Linked DNA regions of Monodelphis domestica: region 2 is linked to region 1. Evidence: chromatin contacts called from public Hi-C data. All regions are on one chromosome and are shown on one strand. The core of a region is the stretch at or near the end of the contact, and the rest is flanking DNA. Distances in the headings are between cores, read along the strand shown. Region 1 overlaps PLCXD2 (phosphatidylinositol specific phospholipase C X domain containing 2). Region 2 overlaps PHLDB2 (pleckstrin homology like domain family B member 2).

Evidence for each region. Hi-C and Micro-C count contacts between places; a contact is called where the count stands out from the background.
Region 2: a contact with region 1 is called in a Hi-C map of limb, with 4 times the contacts expected there. The contact joins two enhancer-like sites. A contact is called at or near these places in 2 of 2 Hi-C or Micro-C datasets (limb and spleen and liver).

Annotation. Positions count from the first base shown.
Region 1 is chr4:72,544,033-72,551,671 of mMonDom1.pri, reverse strand. It overlaps PLCXD2 (phosphatidylinositol specific phospholipase C X domain containing 2), which reads right to left. Exons shown (of 6, transcript XM_003341211.4): 6 at 1-2,075. The coding sequence ends at 1,913. Among named protein-coding and RNA genes, the nearest start is that of PLCXD2, 82 kb to the right of the region's middle. Within about 2 kb of position 4,096, at least 1 of the 2 cell types and tissues checked has open chromatin away from gene starts, as enhancers often do. A contact at or near this core is called in limb, where this site is marked.
Region 2 is chr4:72,780,859-72,788,497 of mMonDom1.pri, reverse strand. The region is part of intron 1 of PHLDB2 (pleckstrin homology like domain family B member 2); the gene reads right to left. Among named protein-coding and RNA genes, the nearest start is that of PHLDB2, 8.0 kb to the right of the region's middle. Within about 2 kb of position 3,422, at least 1 of the 2 cell types and tissues checked has open chromatin away from gene starts, as enhancers often do. A contact at or near this core is called in limb, where this site is marked.

The DNA.
Region 1 (7,639 bases), core at 2,847-5,346:
AAAATGCCAACCTCCAGCTACCAGCAACACAGGGACAAAACAGAAAGCAATTGAAAGAGATGCCCAGCAAGACACACACACACACGCACACACACACACACACTCACACGTGTGTGTGCATGTGTGCAAGTGTGCATACAAATGCATGTGTGTATGTACATATGTGTGTGCACTCCTTCCCCCTCTCCCCACCAAAACCCACATACATTTGGCATCTTGGTTTTTCCTTTTTTTTCCAGACTCCAGAGGCTGCCATTTCTAGAGAATTCCCTGCTGTATAAGGTGCTCCGCAATCAGATCCAGATTGGTAGAAATGCATATTATCTTTCCCTGTTTTCTCCTGCTAGCATTCACTTTTCACTCCTGTTCTGGAGGGTTTTCTTCATAGATGAGATGAAAAATAATTCTCATTATCCATTTCTTCCTCAGCCATTGCACTGGTGCAGCAAGAATGGTCCTGAAAAGTCTACCAAATTTACAAAGTCCTTAGAAAGCATAGGAGAAAAGACAACATAGCGCGAAGGTAAATAGCAGACTGAGTCACACACAGATGCACTGAGAAAGGTGGTCCTGCCAACCTAGAGAAAATGGCCATCCTCTCTGTCCTGGGCAGGAAGGAGTCCTGGAAGCTCCGTCTGACCTAGGAAGCACTGTCAATAAACTGTGTAGAAATAAGTAAATAAATACATAAATTAAGTGAGAAAAGAGCTTTCTCAATCTAGTAAGCACCTCTTATCAATCAAGAAAAGTTTTCTTTTGAGTTTCAAAGTCCTTCATCTAGTGATGGTTAGCTCCAGTCCAAATACCCTGTAGGAGGCTGATCAAATTGACAAATGAAATCAAAGCTCTCCTACTACTGCTTTTTTGTTTTGGGTGACACGCAAACCATCCTAAATGTCCCCCAGGTAGTCTCGGTTCCAGATAATCAGAGAATGGCTCCAAACTCACTGGGAACATGTCAATGCAATGCCATTGCACTTTTCAAGCATGATTTTGCCGTGGTACTGTCACAAAAGACAGACACCAATCCCAGATGTACCCAGAGTTGACCATGACCTCAGTAGCTGGCTTGAGGACCATGCTCTGCCAAAATAATTTAGAATTCAACTGGTATTCCATTAAGTAATGATTCTGAAACAAACAAAAAACCCTGACATGAGATAGCATGCAAATCTAACCCTTCTTCGTACCCAATTTAAAATTTTCTTCTTCCTTTCTTTCTCTTATACACAACTAAAACAAATGGAAAGGAAGTAATGTTTTGGGACTATCAAATACACCTAAATCTCTGGGCTCTATTTCTCTGAGGAAATCAATTGGCATGTGAACAGGGCAAGAAATATAATAGCAGCCCCCTTATTAATACCACCATGCTAAATTCTACTGGCTGGCTCTATAAAGGAGTGGGTCATTTATCTCCTCGCCCCTTCCCTAACACCAGTTCTTTCTTTTTAATACTCAGGGGATCCCATCAGAGTCCTAAGTTGGTGTCTAACTACCACAGGACAGAAACACTTGGAATAGGATGTCTCCCTGTTCACGGATGTCGGGCCTCTTACTGCCATAAACACAACATCTTGAAAGACAGCAGAGAAAGAAACCAGATAATGGACATAAAATACCCCGATGGGACCTATTATCCACATTCCTGACCAATTATTCCATCCTATGATCCAGTGAAAAGAAACTCTGACACTGATTATTTAAAGTGGGATTTCACCCCTTAGAGTTTCCAATATGCCAAAAGTTTCACCTGGAAAACTAAAATTGACAGCCCTATGAATAAAGGAAAAGGGCCTCCACTGAATTCACCTCCAAAACTCTGCCCAGGGACTACTACCATTGGCAGGGACACCTGTCAAAACTCTGCCCTGAATCAATAAATTCAATACGGAGTTAAATAAAAACGAAATCAGCATGTAGCCAGAGCTCTGTCCCCTTGTAGGAGGAGGTCATTCAACTCAATGACAGTCGTGGCAAAGTCCACCAGGTCGACGAAGTCTGACGTGATGATGTTGACCCCTAGTTCTCCAGGCTTTTGTGTCTTCACCCAGTTCAAAATCACAGGAAGGTTCCTAAAAATAATGAATGGAGATTCATTAAATTTAATTAAATTAATTAAATTAAATTAATTAAATTAAAGGGCAGCATATCCAGGGAGTTCTCCTGCTTGATGGTTATAGACTACTTTCAGGGATCTTCAGTGATCCTCTCCAAATAAGAGAATGATTGGAAACCTTCCAGCGTTTAGCCAAGTAACTATACTGCTAGAGAGACGACCATCCAATTAACTCAAATGCCAAGAAGTGCCATGTTAGATCTTGAAGCTATCATGGACTTAACATGGAAAGCTTACCTATGGGAAACCTAATGGAAAACACATTCCTCCATTTACCAATTGGCTTAGATCTCCCAATTCAGGATGCATATGAGTGATTACCACAGTGATTACCAAAGGGCTATTTCAGTGCTGTATTCCTATTAAGAATTACTTCCATTAAGATTTATTGAATCAGGGGGCAGAGGTAAGTGGCACCATGGATAGTGTCAGACCTGGAGCCAGAAGGACTCTGGTTCAAATCGGACCTTGGGAACTTCCTAGCCACCTGCCACTGGGCAAGTCTTTTAACCCTGTTTGTTTGGCTTTTGGCTTTCTGTTGAATTGTTACTAAGACAAAAGGTGAGGGTTTAAAAAAGGCTGAATCAGGAACGCTGCTGTGGGTTCACAGATTGTACATAATTTAAGGTCTTGGGACAGGATAGTCGTTTAAGTAGAGTCAGTCTTAGGTAAGAGTTAGATGGCAAAATTGGCATTTATCAATCCTCTGGCCTTTCCTGGTTTACTTTTCCATTCTCTCCATCCCAACACTACAATGTCTTTTGGGTTGTCTATAGGTGTTCACAGTCTCCCACTGTTGTATGAGGTCCTGATTTACAAGACTGAAACTATTTTCTAAACCTAATTTACTCTACTTTCTCAGGAAGCAGAACCTACTTGTTCTATGTCCTGTTCCCATAAAGACCCCAAATCACTTGGTTCTTTATGGGAAAAAAATCAGAAATCAATTTACAATTAGATATTAAATTAGATATTAATGGTTTGATGTGGTATAGAGTATCCTTGGTCACTGATTCTTAAGACAGAGGATGAAAGTTCAAATTTCACTTCTGACAGCGTATGTGCAAGGAATTTGGGCAAACTGCTTAACCTAACTGGGCCTCAGTTTCCCCATCTGTAAAATGAAGAAATTGGACTATATTATCTCTAAATTCTCTTTCAGCTTAAAGCTTGTGATCCTTTGAAATTCCCAAATCTTTTGCTTTAGTTTAAATAATGTTTTTCTATTGGACTGAACCTGTAATTTTGTGGATAACTTCTGGTGAGGAAATTACTTTTATTAATAATCTGTTCTGCCACTCATAGTCAATTATCTAGGACAATGAGAATTTAGGTGACTTATCTAGTGTCACACAAACAATATGGCTCTGCTTTCAGTCAGGTTTTCCTGACTGTGGCCAGTTCTCTATCCTCTATATTATATTACCTCTCAAATTAATAAATGGCAGAAATTAACACATAAGTGGTGGGTTCATGTGGGAAATCAGCCAATGGTTATCCAGGCTACTGAAGGTTCTGGTCCAACACAGTGCTCTAATCTGGCCTGAGGGCCCTTTCAGTTGGGAGAACCATCACTGAATCCTTCAGGTCAAAAGTCCTGACCGGTCCCAAGGCCATCCAAGCAGATTTCTTTATCTCAGAGAAACCTAAAATGCTAGTGCTAGAAAGGGAACACAGCAAATGAATGAAAACGGTTGGATAAGAATCCGGGTCTCCGGGTTTACATAGGGATGCTCTTTTCACTGCATTATAAGGCTGCCTCCAGGATCTGGTTAACTTTGTCTGGCAGTCCTAAGGAGACAGCGTTGATGGGAAATGTAAACACTACTGGTTGGTGGAAAAAAGGGAACTTTGAAACTCCACCTACTAAAAAGATGCAGCAACGCTGAGTGTCAGGAGAAATTTCACAGCTCTGTGCACTCTCTGAACAGTGGCAGGCTTTAAAAAATGGAACACAAGTGCCCCTCTCTGTTCAGCACAAGAAAATGCAAGTAGCCAATTCCAGCTCCCCTGAGCTAGGATCTGGGGAGGTCAAGCAGGGAGAGGAAAGTATTGTGTTTCTCTGTGGTCACCAGAGACAAAGAACTTTGTTTTAGGTTTCAAGCTGCAGATGTCACCTTTGTTCCAAAGCTGGGGTTACAAAGAAGGAAAGGAAGGTGAAACAAAGAAACAGCTCAGACACTTTCTGGCCCTCTTTTTCCCCTTTTCACCAAAACATGAATCTGTCAATATCAGAATCAGTGATCTTGATGTAAGAGAAGATGTAAGAGGTTTTGCTAAAAATAAGAATCCTTCACTGGCTCAGTTAGGTGGCACAGTAGAGTGCTTGCAGGACCTGAAGTCGAGAAGACTCTTCTTCCTGAGTTAAAATCTGGCCTCAGACACTTACTAGTTGTATGATCCTGGGCAAGTCACTTACTATGTCTGCCTCAGTTTTCTCAGCTGTCAAATGAGCTAAAGAAGGAAATGAAAAACCACTCCAGTATCTTTTCCTAGAAAACCCCAAATGGGGTCACAAAGCATCAGAATTAACTAACTCTGAAAGGTTATAAGGTAGGGAGGTAGAGACCTGCCTCTGCTCTTTTTTTTTTTTTTAACCCTTACCTTCCATTCTAGAATCAATAATGTATATTGGTTCCAAGGCAGAAGAGTGGTAAGGACTAGGCAATGGGGATTAGGTGACTTGCTCAGGGTCACAGCTAGGAAGAGTCTGAGGTCACATTTGAATCCAAGACCTCCCATATCAAGTCCTGGGATTCACCTAGATTCCCCCCATCCCCCATGATCTTGAAAGCTATTGAATGAGCCTGATCTCAGAGTTCTAAGCAGGAATGGAGGTCCTTTCTACTGCTCCCAGGAAGCTTTTTTTGCTCATGATTTTTCAAGCAAAATCATACCTTTTTTGATTCTAGAGAGCAGAGGTAGATTTGAGGTAGGGAAGAAAAGAAGTTGTTTAGGGTAGGAATTCACATAATGAATGTTAAATGTTACTTTTAAAATTGCACATATTTGATTTTTTAAATTAAACAATAGAAAATTCACTTTTGCAATCTCATAGGCAGTTCTTTTGTATTAAGATGAAAAGAAGCATTGTGGATTGTGGACAGGGTACCGCTTTTGGAATTAGGAAGCTCTGTATTCCTATCTAGCCTCCAAACCTTGCCAGCTGTGCAACTCTGGCAAATCCATGTGCTCCAGTTGGCCCTAATACTTATCTAAGTCATAGATGTGAATTCCATCCTTTGGGAATTTGATGAATCAAATCTCATCTCTTATCTACCAGTAGTGGCTAGTAGATAGAATAGAAAAAAGGCAAAATTTTCTCAAAGGTGGAATGAGGTAGGGCACCATTTTGCAAAAGTCTGATTTCTGTCTCCGCCAACAGGAAGTCCTAGCCCCTGGGAGTCTGGTCCAAATTACCTTCGGAATTCAGCCAGAAAGGCTGTATTTCTGGTGGTTTCAGTCCAGACCAAAGAGTGTGTCACCACTGACCTTGTTTATCTAAGGCCTCTGGAAGTTAACAACTTTATACTGAGCAAACCCACTTTAGAATTTTTCCCTGTTGGATTTGGTCAGGAAAACAGTGCCCACTTCCATTTTCACAGCATTACTTTAGACTTTATTGGATGTGAGGGACTGTGCTTTAGGGGGAAGGGTGCTGAACCATCAGTGCTTCCAGTCTCCATGCCCAGAGGACAAGTTAGTCTCACTTTATATGCAATCTTCTGGAATAAGCTCTTTGCCAGAACTATATAGCCTCTCTTTGAGGTCTCTAACTTACCCTCTACATGGCTTCCTAATTTTTTTTTTTTTGGTGTGTGTATGTGTACATGGTTGTTATTGTTCAATTTTTGCAGTTGTATCTGACTTTTTATGACCCCATTTAGGGTTTTCTTGGCAAAAATACTGGAGCGGTTTGTCATTTCCTTCTTTAGCTCATTTGGCACATGAGGAAACTGAGGCAAACAGAATAAGGGACTTTATCAGGATCACAAAACCAATAAGTGTCTGAGGCCAGATTTGAACTCAGGAAGGTAATTCTTCTTGACTCCAGATCCTGCAGGTACTCTATCTACTGCATCACCTAACTGTCCTTTGTGCAAATAGTAGAATTTTTTTTTTTAACCGTTACCTTTAACTTTAGAACTATATTGTTCCAAGGCAGAAGAGTGGTAAGGACTAGGAAATGGGGGTTAAGTGACTTCCCAGGGTCACACAATTAGGAAATATTTGAGACAAAATTTGAACTCAGGACCTCCTGAAATAGTATGTCTTATAGGGTAATAGCCTCTGTGGTCAATGGGAACTTATGGTCACCATCTTTGGGGCATTTAATATAATGCAATCCCTCCCATAGGCAGAGCTATGGATTAGGATGACTCTGTGCTATTTATATGAGTTTTGAATGGTTGGGACCAAGAATTAAGAGCTCTAAGGGACTGAGATTTCATGAAGTCCACTCTCTTTTTTTTTATAGGTCATGGCATGATAGACTTGTGCCTAATCCTTCTTTTTTCAAAAGACTCCTACATCATCTCCCCTTCCACTTCTGAATACTTTGGTGTATCTAAACTGGCCTTTTCTGCGTTCCTCAAAATGCCATTCTCTCTCCAAGCTCCTGTGTCTATGGACTAGATCTCCCCCATACCAAATTTTGCCTTCTTGTCCACCTTTAGTTCATAGAACCTTTTTTTTCCCCCTCTGAGATGCAGCTTAGGTATCACCTTCTACAGGAAGCTTTCCTTGTTTATCCCAGTTGCTTCCTTCCAAATCACCTTGTACTTAATCACCTCATATTTAATTGTATTTATTCTCTTCAAAGTTATACTGTATATATTTACATGAGCAGCAGTGGAGCACCAGACCTAGAATCAGGAAGACCTAAATTCAAATCCAGCCTCAGACACTTATTAGTCATGCGATCCTGGGAAAATCACTTAATCCTGTTTGCCTCCATTCCTCATCTATAAAATGAGCTGGAGAAATGGCAAACCACTCCATTATTTTTGTCAAGAAACCCCAAATGGGGTCAGGAAGAGTTGGACATGACTGAAAAATGACTGAACAACAAAATCTCTTCATAGTTGTACTACTTATACTAATATAGGTTTCTGTTTTCTCATAAGAAGAGTAAAAAATGTTTTTTTTTTATCAACAGCACAGTGTCTAGCACATAGTGGGTGCTTAAAAATGATTGTCAATTAACATAGTACAATTCTTTCATTTTAGAGAGGAGGAAACTGAGTCCCAGGAAGTTAAGTGATTGATCTTGGGTACTACAGACAAAGTTATCAGAGTTAGGATTTGAAACCAAGACTTGAGTTTCAAGGACCAACAGTTATCTTTCTCCCGTAACAGATTGCCTCTTTCAACTTAAAATGATAAAACTTTGATTTCCCTACATCTCTGGCAAATGGGCAGGAACTTGCTGAGGAGTAGTTGCTACTGTTATTACAGCTTAGCTCCTTAGACCTTGCTGTCACCATGGAAGAGAGAAACCTGTCTTGTTGTCTGGTCCAT
Region 2 (7,639 bases), core at 2,173-4,672, 240 kb before region 1:
AGCTTTGCAAACATCCCAAACAGTCTTTAAATATTGCTGAAGGTCCCCCATGTCCTCCCCTCAGACATACGCCCCCCACTCTAGCTTCCTGAACTCCGTTCATTTACTTTAAACTTCCTCCTTTTAAAAAAAATTACATCCCCTGGGAAAGAGACTAAAAAAATAATGATTTGCTAGGAAATAGTGTCCTTGTTGTAAATGCCCCTTCGGTCCCTTCCACTGCTTCCTTTGAAGGGGATGCTAACTGGTGAAGCCATAGATAATTAAATTCTGGTTAAATTGTTCAAATACTCTCAGCACAGAGATAATGCTTTTCTATCAAAGAAAAACCCAAAATATGTAGATCCATAATGAAATGAATGCTTGTTTTTAAGCCAATTGAGACGATGTTAAAGTACAAGAAGGAAGGGGTGAAGGACATGTTTTCCCCCTTGCAGATGCCCTATCTATTAGCAGTCATAAATTGTATTGCATTCCCTTTTGTCTCCTCCTTGAGAAAGCTGCCTATGGAGGCAGCTGATATCTCTTCGCTGGCAACAGGCATATCCTCAAAACCCTCCATAAGTCTAAAATAATCAAGAAGAGAACCAAAACCTTCATCTGGTGCCAACCAGACTAGTATGGCAAGATTATGATATGCATAAACTTAAAGGTTTTCACAACAAATGATGAGATAGATGTAAGAGCCATATCTTGATGCCCTCTGTTAATGATAGAAATAATGCCGCAAAGAAGAGAAAGACAAATTTTGGTACATGATGTTTAAGAAAGAGCTCTGGTCGGGGCAACTAAGTGGCTCAGTGGATTGAGAACTAGGCTTAGAGATAGAAGGTCCTGGGATCAAATCTAGCCTCAGATACTCCCTGCATGACCCTAGGAAAGTTATTTAACTCTCATTACCCTCTTCTGCCTTGAAACCAAAAAAGACATTATCGATTCTAACATGGAAGGTAAGAGTTTAAAAAAAGAGTCTGGTCAAAATGTTTTCCTCTAAGAAATTCTGAGGAGAGCAGAAACACTAGATAGTTAACCATCAAGATCATTAATCCATATGTACCAGAATGTAGAATAGTAGCAAAAAAATGGGCAAACTACTTTTCACATTTTATTTGCATTAAATAATAATCTCCAGTTAGGATGTGGGGAAAAAAAACAAATAAAAAATAAAAATAAAAGGAACTAAAAAACACAGAATGAAATGTAGAAAAAGTATTAGCTGTGGAGTTGAAGGATTGGAGTTGAAGGGTTTCAATACTACCTCCGATGCTTAAAACCTCTATGACCTTGGATAAATCACTTAATCACCCCGGATCTCACATTCCTTATCTGCAATATTAGACTAGACAAGATGGTCCTAAGGTCCCTTCCTAGTTCTAGATCTATGATACTGGAAGAGCTTTTTTCTTCAAACGTAATAGATTCTATGAAACTAGGAGATCACTTGCTATCATGAAAACAAAGAGGTTAGGAGTATGAAGAAAGGAGAAAGAGGTGATCTAGCTGGGAATCTGACCTTAGTTTTCCAAAGAGTCAGGTTTTTGTAATATTTTACAAAGTATTTCTTTATACCAGCTAGCCTGGGGCATCTAGGTGGTATAGCAGACAGAGTGCCAGGCTTAGAGTCAGTAAGACTCATCTTTCTGAATCCAAATCCAGCCTCAGACATTTACTACTGGTGTGATCCTCTCTAAGTCACTTAACCCTGTTTGCCTCAGTTTCCTCATTTGTCAAATGATCTGGAGAAGGAAATGGCAAACCAATCCAGTGTCTTTGCCAAGAAAATCCCAAAGAGGGGTCATAAAGAGTCAGACATTACTGGAAAACAATTATGCAACTAGGCTTGGCATCAGTCATTCTAAGATCATTAAAGTAATACTAAATACCTAAATTCCCACATGTTCTAACATTCGGTGACCTATAATATAAGCATATTTATTTATTTCAGGTAGCACATAAGTAATATTAATTATATTACTTTTTAATTTTTAATTAATATTAATTATTTTATATTAATCAATTTAATAATAATTAATAATAAATAATTAATTTTTAATAATTAATATTACTTATGTGCTACCTGAAACAATACATCCTGCAGAACTGCAAGACCTTAAAAAATTATTTCCCATATATTCATGCTGAATATATAAGGTTGACATATTAGAATATCTTTAAAATAAATTTATTACATTATAGATTGGGTGCTGAAAGTGACCTCAGAAGCCATTCATTCATTCATTCATCTATTCCAAAGTTTGCATCTTATATATGAGAGAACTAAGGCCTAGCAAGTTTAAGTAACTTACCTAAGGTAACACATACTGTATGGGTTAGAAGTAGAATTTGAATCCAGGTCCCTTAGGCTGCAGAGCTAATCCATTTTCCAATGCAAAGATTCCTCTTTGCTTTGTGAAACTTATAGAAGTTTATATGGTGGACAATTTGTGATTCCATATACCCTGGAATGCCAATAATTTTAGTGCCAGGCTTGCCAATTTTCCTATGCTGAGCTGACTAAAATTCTATAATTTTCCCAGATATTCCTGACTCTCTATTCTTGTCAAGATTTAGGAGATTCTGCTCTAGTGCCCTGCAGGTAAACTGGTTGTTGAACCTGCTCCTGCTTCTCTAAAATGTAATTGATTATTGAACCTTACAACAACCCTGGGAATTAGGTTCTATCCCCATTTCACAGATGAGGAAACTGAGGCAGACAACGGTTGAATGGCTTACCCAGGGTCACAGTAAGTGTCTGTGGTTAGATTTTAACTTACTCCCTCTAAACTCCAGATCCAGTGCTCTACCTACTGCACCTAGCTGCCCCACTGGGTCCTGTCTGCAATGTATACTTTTATGGAATTCCCTAGGCTACTGAGAAATTAGGTGACTTATCCAGAGTGACCTCGCTAGTATGCGTCACAGAGTGAACCTGAACTCATGTCTTTATGACTTTGATTGCCACTAGGAAATACTTCCTTTCTTGGGAACTTTAAAGTGCAAAATAAATGCCAATTATTAAAATCATTTCTCAATTTGTAGCCTCCTTTTTACGTGCTTCTTTGTTTACCAGCAAGTTTACCACATGGTGGCGCCAGAGAGGAGAAGCTGAAATTGGCTTTTCATCAATAAACACTTGTTCAGTTGAGTAGGTCCTGACTTGGGATCAATTTCACCTACTCACTCCTCTAAAGAAGGGCTGCTGGCAAAAGAGGAAAAGGAAAACGACAACATCCGGTGCATGTTGACCTGGATAATTGAGAGCTGGCATTGGAGATGAAATTGATTGTCAGACTGAAATCTGGAGGGGCAGCTACTGCTCTCAGCCTGTGGCATTCTCAGACCATGGTAAATTTTTTCATCATGGTATCCTGGGAAAGCGGCAGGGCTGCACAGCTCATGCTAATGTGATACGTTACGGATATCTCATTCAACACAGTGTATATGCTGCATTTCGCTATGCATTCCCAGAACCTATAATTCCCTGGACCCTGCTGTGGAAAAAACTTTGCTTCTGTTAATGGTTAGGCAGGGACTTGAGCTAGCCAGAAGGCAGTTAGACTCTCATCTCCCATTCCACAATACATATCTCAGTCTCCCCCATGTCTAGGCTGGCCCTGAAAGGATGCAAGGCTTGGCTTTCTTCCCACTTTACCCTGCCTTGGTTTTAGCATAGGCAGAACATAGGTCAAGGCAACTGATCTTCCAGCCACCAGATTTTTGTTTTTTGTATTTTTGTTCTCTGAGTGAGGCCATGTGGCCAGACCAGCCAAGGACAGCTTCACATACAACAAAACAAAACAAAACCAAAAACCACGCTCTAGTAATGTGGATGAAAGGGAGAAACTGGAGGGAAATACCGTCAGTGTGGTAGGGTCCCTTCCAGCTCTAAATCTATGATTCTATAATATTTTTAAGGTCTACAAAGCCCTTTCTTCACATCAACCCTGCAAAGTAGGCAGAACAACTGTTATTATGTTAGGCTTAGACCAGAAAGAGAAATAATTTCCCCAAAGTTCCATAGTTATTAAATTTCTACCCCCCAAAAGCTGAAAGGATAAGTTGATTAAACCTATATTTCAAGTTGCAATGCATCTATAAATCAATCCCTTCTTTCCTTTATCCCTCCACTCTCTTCCCTCCATTTGCTCTCTTCTTCTCTCCTTCTTTTGCTCCCTCCTTTTTTTCTTCTTTCCTTTCTTCCTCCCTCCTTTTCTTTCCCTTCCTCCCTCCCTCCCTCTCCCTTTCCTTCTTTCCTCTCTTCCTTCCCTCTTTCTTTCTCTAACCCTTCCTTCCTTCCTTCCTTCCTTCCTTCCTTCCTTCCTTCCTTCCTTCCTTCCTTCCTTCCTTCCTTCCTTCCTTCCTTCCTTTTCTGTAATAGATGGCGGCTCATCCTAGTTGTAAGGTGGCTGGGTTCTCAAAGACTATGCCAAAGGAGCACAAACTCTGGAGCACCCTACTCAGCTCAGAATGTTTCAGGTAGAGGCCATGCAGTGATATAGGAAAAATCCTTGGGCAAGTCACTTATCTACTTTGGGACTTCATTTCACTTGTAAAATCCAAAGTTTAACTAAGTGTCCTCTAATGTCACTTTTAGTTCATATTCTATGATCCTCTAACTACGTCTATTTTACAAGGACCAACCTAAACTAAGTTCTGAAAGACATCACCAGAAAGTTTGCCATTAGGCAATGATTTTGTCCAAGGCTACTAGATTGTGCAGTGAACAGAATTCTGGACCTGTAGTCAGGAAGATCTGATTTCAAACCAAGTATCAGTCACTTACTAGCTGTGTGACCCTGGGAAAATTACTTCATCTTGTTTGCCTCAGTTTTCTCATCTGTAAAATGAGCTGCAAGAAGGAAATGGCAAACCACTCCAGTCTCTTTGTCAAGAAAATACCAAATGGGATCATGAAGAGTTGGACACAACTGAAAAATAACTAAATGACAACAACAATTGAGTTATACTCATTTACCAGTTCATGGAACTAGAAGACTATGCTTAGAAAGGTGTAATTAAACATCAGAAATACAGATGAATCCAATTTATTCTAGATGCTGTGTGTTTAAGGGCCTTTCCTACAGTGCCAAGAATGCAAAGAGATGGGAATTAGATAAAATATCTATGAGAATAATAATATTTAGCTTTGCAAAAGCTTAAGATTTCTGCATCTAACAGTTAGTCCCCAAGATGTGCATATAAGAAGCAAAAAAAAAAGTTCAGGAATTCTAGGAAGATGGTTACCTAGAGGAAGTTAGCTCTTTGCCTTGCCACATCAAATAATGATATTAAATAACAATAGTTGCTAACATGTATATAGCAGTTACTATGTATCAGATACTGTACTAAATGCTTTACAACTATTATCTCATTTGATACACAGAACAACTTTGCAAAGTCGGTGCTATTATCTCCATTTTACAGATGAAGAAACTAAGGCAAACAGAGGCTAAATGATTTTCCCTGAGTCACACAGCCAGTAAGCATCTGAGATCAAATTGGAACTTGGGTCTTTCTGACTCCAGGCCCTGGGCTTTGTCTACTGAACCCCCTAAGAAAATACATAAAGAATCACAAAATGCTGCTGATTCAACAAAGATAGGAAGAACCTAATTCCATACTCTTTCTTACCAAAAAACCCACAAACCTCTCCTCCCAGGTTGAAGGCCAACTCACTGACCTCCTCTTCATTCCTGACAACTCCTACTCAGGCCTCTCTGTAGCAAACTGCTATCAGGTCAAGTATAGCAATACATCTCATCTCTCCTGTCCACTGCAGCAACTTTAGGTACAGCCTTCTGGGGACCGATCACTTGGCAGAGTCCCAAAGGGGACCCTGCTCCTCCCAGGTAGGCTGAGAGGCCTAATTGTCCTGATACTAGCACCCCTGACTTTCCCTCCCATCTCTCACAGCCCACCCACCTAGAAGCATGGATCCTTTTGGCAGCTTCAGATTTAGACAAAGACTTTAGGAGTTAATCCCATGGCTGTGTTCCAAGGGGAATCCCCCACACTCAGGGAGACTTGAGGTCTCTGAATCAGACCAAGCTCATGCTTCAGAAGAAAGGGGACAGCTGTGCAGAAGTGTGGAGACTGGAGAAGGAAGGATACCAGAAGTATATAGCATTGCTTGCAATTTGTAATACAGTACAGGACTAAAAAGGGAGCCAGCAAGAAGGAGAGAAAGGAAGAGATCTAACTGCAAAGGTTTTTGGAATACCACTGCCCCACTGGCCTCTGAGGTGGGGTCATCCACCTTCCCACCTCCTCCAGGCAGCCTAAAGACTAAAGAAATTCTTAGAGAGGAAATCCTGGTCAAAATAGAGGGCAGCGGTCTGAGTCACTTCCACACCTGGGGAGACTCTGACCATGTCCCAACCTGATAAGATAAGAGAACAAGAACCAAGTTAAAACAGTACTGGTCATTCATAAAAGAAGGGACTACTAACAAGAAGCAGACCAAAGAAAAAATCACATGAAATAGAGAAAGAAAAAAAAAACAACAAATGACTAATGAATCAATCAGTATTTATTAAGAGCCTACTATGTGCCTCCCACTGGTAAATGCTAGAGATAAAAAGGCAAACAATAGCCTCTACTCACACTCACAATCTAATAGAAGAGACAACATGAAAACAATTTTGTACAAGCAAAATATATACAGAATAAATTGGAGGAAATCAACAGAGAGAAGATGGTAGCATTAAGGGAGATAAAGAACAATGTCAAAGAAATAGGAGTCAATTTGTGATTTTATTGCCATAAAGAATTCAAAAATGAGATAAATTCCTCTATTGATGAACAAAAATGACTGCAATGTGTAGCCTTCATTATCTGAGGCTCTGAAGAGCTAAGTGACTAGTCCAGGATCATATATCCATATTTAGAGGTGGAACTTGAATTCTGATCATTCTGACTCTAAGGTTTCTTCTTTGATGAACAAAGAAATAAGCTAGAAGTTAGACATCTGAAGGAAAAATCTGCCAATCTAACAAGAGGCTGGAAGAACTAAACTGGAACAAAAGAAGCAAACTCTTTAACTAACAGTACATTCTCTAAAAAGAGAACAGAAGTTGAAAGAAAAAATTAGAAAGAAGGAAAATAAAGAAATAAATACAAATAAAGCAAGATTGGAAAAATGCATGAGAGTACAACCAAACAAGAATACTCAATTTCCAGAGAAGATTGAAAATGATCATCTAAAGATTATAGAAAAACCATATAAAAAAGAAAACCAGGATATCACAGTCCAAGAAATAATACAGAAAATTTGCTCAGAAATAATAGGAGTAGACAGAAATGTACAAACATAAAACAGGGGGCAGATAAGTGCCTCAGTGGGTAAGAGCACAAGACTTGGAGTTGGGAGGACCTGGTTCAAATTTGGTCTCAGATACTTCCTAGCTGTGTGGCACTGGGCTTAACCCTTTCTCTAGTCTTTGTCTTTTTGTCTTAAAGTTATTACTAAGAAAGTAAGATTTTTAAAAAATATATAGTTGAGAGAAATACATGAGGCATCAACAGAAAGGAATCCCAAGTTTAACTTACCAAGAAATATTGGAACCAAACTTCAAAACTACTACATAAAGGAAATATATGCAACTGCAATTGGGCTTTTATGTAAAATATTTCTAATACT